Regions from separate parts of the Sus scrofa genome. Here region 1 is linked to region 2. The links are chromatin contacts, called in public Hi-C maps. All regions are on one chromosome and are shown on one strand. Each heading gives the region's core, a stretch centred on a gene start, on an enhancer-like site or on the middle of the called end of the contact. The rest is flanking DNA. Distances are from core to core; before and after follow the strand shown.

Region 1 (3,447 bases), core at 633-3,132, 110 kb after region 2:
ACTTGTGGATGCTTGTTATTATTTTTTATAGTGGCCATCCTAATGGGTGTGAGGTTTTACAATGTATTTTTCCAAGCCCTTTTAATCTGCTTTGGATTCAGGTGGGACAAAAATGATGTTCAATTTGCTTAGCGGTTTTTTGTTGTTGTCGTTGTTCTTCCCCTGCCTTCATTCATCTGCATCCAGACCTCAAATGCAGCTTCTCCATGCATTTCTCCATCCTTCATTGACTTCCTTTTCCTCTGAGCTCTCCTGTTAAGACGGTTTTGCATGTCGTGATTTTGGATTATTCACTGGTGTTCACCTGTAGTTGTCCTGTTATCCCAGGTGGTCTTCTTTTTAGTAGTAGGGACCATGCTTTACACTTTCCTGAAACATTTAATACAGTGACAATGTCTCAAGTGTTATTGTAACAAACACTAAGCTTTCAGCTTATTAATCCTGAAAGCACCCAGCACGTCCTCTTCAGTACTGCAGGAACCTATTTTTCTTTGCAGCATTGGAGGAGGCTCAGTCCTTGTGCTTTGGATCAGGCAAGACTATTCATTCAGTTAACATTTCTTGAGCTCCTCCTGTGCCATCCAGACTGGGTCCCTTGCTTCTACCACACCTCTCTTTCAGATGACTGGTGGGCCTAGGTGGGAGAGGGGTGCTAAGACAGGGTCTGGTATGAGTCTGACCCTTGTGTCCCTGCTCCTTCCATGGGGAGGACACTGGGGTTTGATATGAGGCTGACCCTGGAGCTACTCCTCCAGAGAGGCAAACTTTATCCCTAAAACTGAGTTACCCTGCTGAGCTCATCAACCTATTTATCCAAAATGTTACTCCTTTCCTTGTCCAACACCTGTTCCCCTCAAGACTGAGAAGAATCAAAGAAAACAGAAGATTGAAACTGAGCAGCACCCTGTGGGGCCCTTCCAGGTATAAAAGCCTTTCCATGTCACCCATTTCTTGTTTGTAGGAAAAAGGTTTTCAGCCTCCTACACCTTCGGATTCATGCAGCTCCTGGTCAGGAGAGTAAAGGGATGCAGAAAGAACCGACAGTTTAGGACCGGGTAGCATTGCGGTTCCTTCTCAGGGGATGGGCATAATAATCAGATGCACATCTGAGTTTTTCTGCAGGAACTAAGGTTCCTCCCACCCAGGTGGAGGTTGGTCACTTAAGGCTGAGCTCAAGCAAGTGGACCCTAGACTAGTTGGAACCAGAAGACTTCCAGATTAAGGTTCCCGCAACACCACCCTACTACCTTACCACCAACCAATCAGAAGAGGGTTACCCCCCCCCCCCACTCCCGTCAATTCTGCCTATAAACAGTCCTTTCCTGAAACCCACGGGAGAGCTCAGGTCTTTCCAGCATGATCCAATTCTCCCTCCTCAGCCCTGCAATAAACCTTACTTTGATGCAAATTCCTAGGTTTTGGCCCGTTAGACCTCACAGTGCGCCTGTGTCCAAACTAAGCTGGACAACGGTTGGGCGGGGATCTGCTGCGGGCCTGATTCCTGCCCCCATTCTCCGCCAGACACAAACTCAGAGGGTATACCCTGGGTCCTAATGAGGTGATCCGCATGTCCCAGCTTGAGTTTTAGGTGGAACATCCCGCACCCAGGGAGTTCGCAACCCCGCTCAGCTGTAAGAGGTAAGAGCTGGTTCCCTAGAAACGGTCCCGACGCCCACACCAACTGCATGCAGAGTAGCCCAGCTGCCTCCAACGCCTTGTCCCCTAAAGCACCGCGACCACGTGGTCTTCTCCTGCTTCGAGACTACAAGTCCCAGCATGCAGCGCAGGCCGTCTCTGCACCGCTCCCGCGGCCCAGCTCTCAGGCCAGTATTCGCGTCCTCAGAAGGCGCTGCGTCCCGAACCCATGCGCGCTGACGTCGACGCGCTGACGTAACGCGCCGACGCTGCGCTCAAGGAGTCTTCGCTCGCCCGGCAGCAGTTTGACTGTGGGGGCGGCGCTTCGGCTTGTGAGGGTTGCTGCGAGGCCGTAGGAAAGGCAGCCCCTTGCAGCCTCCTCCCGGTCCCAGATGGACAGGGTGTGCGCCGTGTTCGGAGGCTCCCGGGGCATCGGCAGGGCGGTGGCCCGCTTGATGGCCCAGAGAGGCTACCGACTGGCCATCGTCGCCCGGAATCTGCAAGGAGCCAGAGCCGTGGCTGGGGACCTGGGTGGTGGGTACCGACCGGATACGCCCCGCTTCCGCGCGGCGAGTGTGCTGCAGCCGCAGCGGATCTTAAAGGCCCCCTTGAGCGCTCCCCTCCACCGTGGTTAGGTCCCCCGTGCGGGCGATGGGAAGGGCACGGCGCAGGCGCGCTGCGGTCTCCGTGCCTGTTCGGTGCGCGCCTGTTCTTGCGCTTTGCTGCGCGTGCTCGGAGTGGGACTCTCCTGGTCGGGTCTGTCCGAGCCGTGTCCCGTCCTTTTCTCTGCGTCAAAGCGTTTACGTAATTACGCTCCCTCCATGACCTTTACAAAGGGACAGTGAGATTTGTTCCGTCCGATTCTGATAATGCGCTCAAACTCCATTTTTTTCTATTTGTTAGGAATGGGTTAGCAGTTGCTTTGCAAATTTCAGTGTCTGGGTGGCTGGGAGACGGGTGTTTTGACGGCCCAGAGCACGCAGTTGTCTGCTGAGTTAGGAGGGCGGCCGGTGCAGGTGCATCTCGTTCACCTGGGAACGGGGCACCTGTGCAGCGACGTCACCGCTGGGCTCACCCAAGTGTTTGCGTATTAGAGTCTATAGGACACTCGGGAGTCGTAGACGCGGGAGAATCTCCGCGATGCTTCCTGCTGCAGTCATTACAGTCTGGCCCTGGGGCGAGCACGCGCTGGCCCTACGGGTCACCCAGCCATCAGTGAGGCTGTGCTGGGTTCCAGGGTGGTGCGGGGCCCAGCACACCTTCAGGTGAAAGCCGAGAGTCAGTGCTCTGGGCCTTGCATTTCCTTGAATTGCGTGGTCCAGGAGTGATTGGTTTTCACCCAGAAAGTGTTGCTTCCTGAGTGACTTACTGTCTCCGAAGATTTGAGGAAGTAATTTTAGTGTTGATATATAAGGCAAGGCTAGCCAGAAGATAAACAATTATTTAGTTTTTTTTTAAACTACATTTTAGAGTGATAAAATGGTACGTTATTAAGTAGAGAAGACTTTGAAGTGTAATTTTTTGTTGGTATTTAAATAGTTCACAATGAACATTTTTAAAAGAACAGAGTTGTTTTTAGTAAAAAGTTGTTTTCTTTCATGATTTGTAGTTTTAGAATTTTTTTTTTTTTACAGCTTCCTGTTTTGTCTCATTTCTTCTAATAGGCTTGAATAACAGTCATTATATGTGCCACAGTTAAAACAAAAAAGCCCTAGAGTTTATCTCAGGGCCAGGAAACCAATTCAGCAAAATGTAACTGAATTAGACATTAAGTTTCAAAAAAAGGAATATAAAACTGAAAAAACTGGTGCA
Region 2 (3,217 bases), core at 413-2,912:
CACCTGCCATCCTCAAAGTGCTAATTGGTATGATTGAAGTCACTCTGATGAGAAGGTGTCATGTGGCACGTTGAGGTAGCCTGGAGGTTGGAAGCTTGAGATAGTGATCAGACCAAGATGCCCCAGCTTGGTGCTCTCCACATGTAAAGAGTAAAGGAAGAACAAATAAAAAAAGATGGGCCATTGCAGGAATATTGGAGTCATGATGTTCCCTTCTGCTGTTTATAGCTTTGGAAAAATACTTCATAATAATCATCTTCGATGTTTGTCATATCGAAGTTAAAACAGTTCCGGGGATGGTCAGGTTGTATTTGAGTGTTCATCCAACCCAGAGATTCAAGATCAATACTTAAGATTTATTCACCATTAAGGAATCAGTGTTTTATGAAATGCTCTTATTTTATCCTGACATTTCACTTCATAGGGATAAGCCAAGATATGTTTTGTTGTACACAGAACATGTTTTAAAAATTATGTCCTCAGCCATTTTGCTACTTGTTACTCTGTGTGTAGTGCTGCTTGCTACTGTTACTTCTTTCTGCCTCAGCTCTTTCTGGAAAGTTTTTGAAAGTCAAGCTGCAATCAGCCAGAGTTCATGCCAATTGAGATACAACTAAATTATGAAATTATGCACATTTTATTGCTATTCCTATGGCAAGAGTATCTTCTTGATGCTCTTTTGAGTAGGTCATTAAATCTTTTTTTACTTTATGGAGCAGTGAGAAATGCATGAAGGATTTTGAATTGAGAGAGGCTCCCTTACATGTATATCTGGGAATTGGCATTTAGAGTCCATAAAATAAATCGGCAGTGAATGTTTTATTTACCTGTTAGGATCTCAGCTAGATCATCAAACTGCACATTGCCAGATATAGTGAAAAACACTTAATGGCGCAGAAATGGAGTGGAAAGGATTGCATCAGAAATATCTATGTGCCCGTCTCACGAGGATTTTAATGTCCCATAAAATACCTGCATGTATGATGTAGAAGCAAAAGTTATTTGGGAAGTAAAGGTGGCACAGTTATGCTGTCACAGTTATGCTTTCGTATATGAACAGAATAGTCAGTTTACTAAAATGTACTTTAAGAATCTCATTACGAAGCCTCCCCTGCCTGATGGCCAAGCTTTCTGCTGAGGCTGGTGTCCTGAGTGACAGCTGCAGAGCGAGCATGGCCCTCTCTCCTCTGAGCCTCCCTTTCATGTGCAGCCAAGTGAAATGTAAGCCCTACAGATCTGGGGCCTTGGCCTGGCTGTGGTTTGGAAAGCCCCAAAGGCACGAAGGCCAGGGGCCAGCTGAGGCCACGATGCCCGGCCTCTGCAGGGAGGTGACCCAGAAGGCTCGGTGTCTCTGGGCTATCAGATGATGGTTTTGGCTTCATCCCCCAGATGCTGCATGAGGAAAACACAGCCTCCTGTTGCTCTTCCAGCCAGTTAACTGTTTATCCTTAATCGCCTGCAGTCTGCATGGGAAGAAGTCTTTTCAAGATGAGTGAGCTTTGCTTGATTTGAAATCAGAATGGTATTTGTTTTATTTAATACGGGAAGCTTCTTGGGAGAAGTTTGACACAAACTGGCTTTTTGGCCTCTTGGGATTTAGCTGAGAAAGCAGCGCACAGAGGACAGGCCGGAGGCACAGGTGCCCACTGGTGGGTTAGGTGGCCAGAGCCCTCAGAATCCTTCTCTGTGGCCACTGATCCATGAAAGAACTGGGTTGGCAAGTCAGTGCGAGTCAGTGAATTTTTGGTCACATCCTTGGGGAAGCCACTCGGCTGACAGTCATGCATGTTGCTGTCACCTTAAGTTTTATCCTTGATGCTCATTGTATTGGAGGTGTTGGATAATTGTAGGAAGACAAGGTTTGCTCTGGTGGAAAGGTTAGTCCATCCATCAGGCCACTGGAAATAAGTTCCTTCCGTCCCCACACTGGCTGTCAGGAAAGAGCTGTCCTGCGGCTGGTTGGGAACTTGACACAGGTCTCTGCAGGGAGCAGTCCGGGGCAGTTCTGGGGGCCTGGTGCCTGCAGTTGGCTGGCAGAGATTTGGACAGAGGGGGCCCAGCAGTGCTCACTGAGGTGGGGGAAAAATCGAGAGAGAACAGGCCCTGATAGTGAATAGAGTTATTTGTCACCGAGTTGGTAATGGGATTTTCAATTAATTCTCGCAGGCTCACGGGGGCTCGCATTAGCCTTGTCAGGATGAGCTACAGCCACACATAAAATGCCATCCCCTATTAAACAGTGCGTGTCACCGAGTCTGTCATTTCTTCTGTTCAAGCAGAGGATGAATGGCTTCCACCCCAAACAGACGTGTGCCTCAGCCTCGCACACTGAAATCCCAGCCGCTTCCTGGGAGGAATATTCTTTGCATTATTACACAGCGACTGTATTAGAAATGTGATTGTGGTGGGAATTCATCCAAAAGGAGAGCATCCAGCTGCAGAGACAGACACTTTTGCAGGTGCCCCGTGTCCCTGGGGGCCCGCTCTTCTTGCTGGACCGTGGCAGTGGGTGACAGGTCACATTCAGGGCCTGTCCTGCCTACACATGCTCCTTCCCTCTGTCCACACAGCACCTGGAGGACAAATTGGGCCCAGAGAGGCTCACCTCTCATGACTACACCGCTGGTGGGTGGCAGGCTGGGACCCCGGCCCCGGCTGCTCCATTGCGGTCCAGTAGCTGGCACCCAGGAGTGGCTTCCCTCTAGGTCTTGTCACTTCTCTGGCCCTGACTCTGTCCCTCCTGCTCCATCCCATGGTGATGTTGACGGCTTGTTTATTCACTGTCATCTCCTCAAGTGTGTCTTGGGAAAGATGCTTAAATGGTAGTCAGCAGACCCCAGAAATCAGCCCTGAAGGAGAGAAGGCAGTGAGGCCCTTCTGTGAGGGGGTATGGCCAGGTGCCTTGCCCACATGGACCCAGGCTGGGCCGTGACTCATGACCCCAGGACCAGGCAGCATCAGCATCCTGCTGGGCATCCCCTTCTGGGGCAACCAAAGGTTGCAGTGCAGTCGTTGACAAGGTTCTGTCAAGGCTGGGCAGTGGGTCATGTCATCAGAGGCAGGATCATAATGCCAGATCCGAAGCTCACAGGGCACTTGGGGGTCTCAGGACTTCTGGAAGGCTCCACCATGACTTCCTCCGACATAGCTTCTGTTAAACCAGAGAGTATCACATTGCATGGGCCAGGCCAGGATGGCCGCCCACAATATGTGAGAG

What was found. A called contact is a pair of places that touch in the nucleus more often than the background predicts.
Region 1: a Hi-C map of skeletal muscle shows a contact between it and region 2, with 5 times the contacts expected there. The contact joins the promoter of CBR4 here to the enhancer-like site in region 2. A contact is called at or near these places in 1 of 5 promoter capture datasets (liver), 3 of 47 Hi-C or Micro-C datasets (adipocytes, liver and skeletal muscle) and 1 of 2 datasets of contacts at active chromatin or transcription factors (skeletal muscle).

What each region holds. Positions count from the first base shown.
Region 1 is chr14:20,620,078-20,623,524 of Sscrofa11.1, forward strand. CBR4 (carbonyl reductase family member 4) reads left to right here and starts at 1,883. Exons shown (of 5, transcript XM_001927085.6): 1 at 1,883-2,169. The coding sequence starts at 2,028.
Region 2 is chr14:20,514,924-20,518,140 of Sscrofa11.1, forward strand. All of the region lies in intron 2 of SH3RF1 (E3 ubiquitin-protein ligase SH3RF1), which reads left to right. Among named protein-coding and RNA genes, the nearest start is that of SH3RF1, 96 kb to the left of the region's middle. Within about 2 kb of position 1,663, at least 9 of the 83 cell types and tissues checked have an H3K27ac peak or open chromatin away from gene starts, as enhancers often do. A contact at or near this core is called in skeletal muscle, where this site is marked.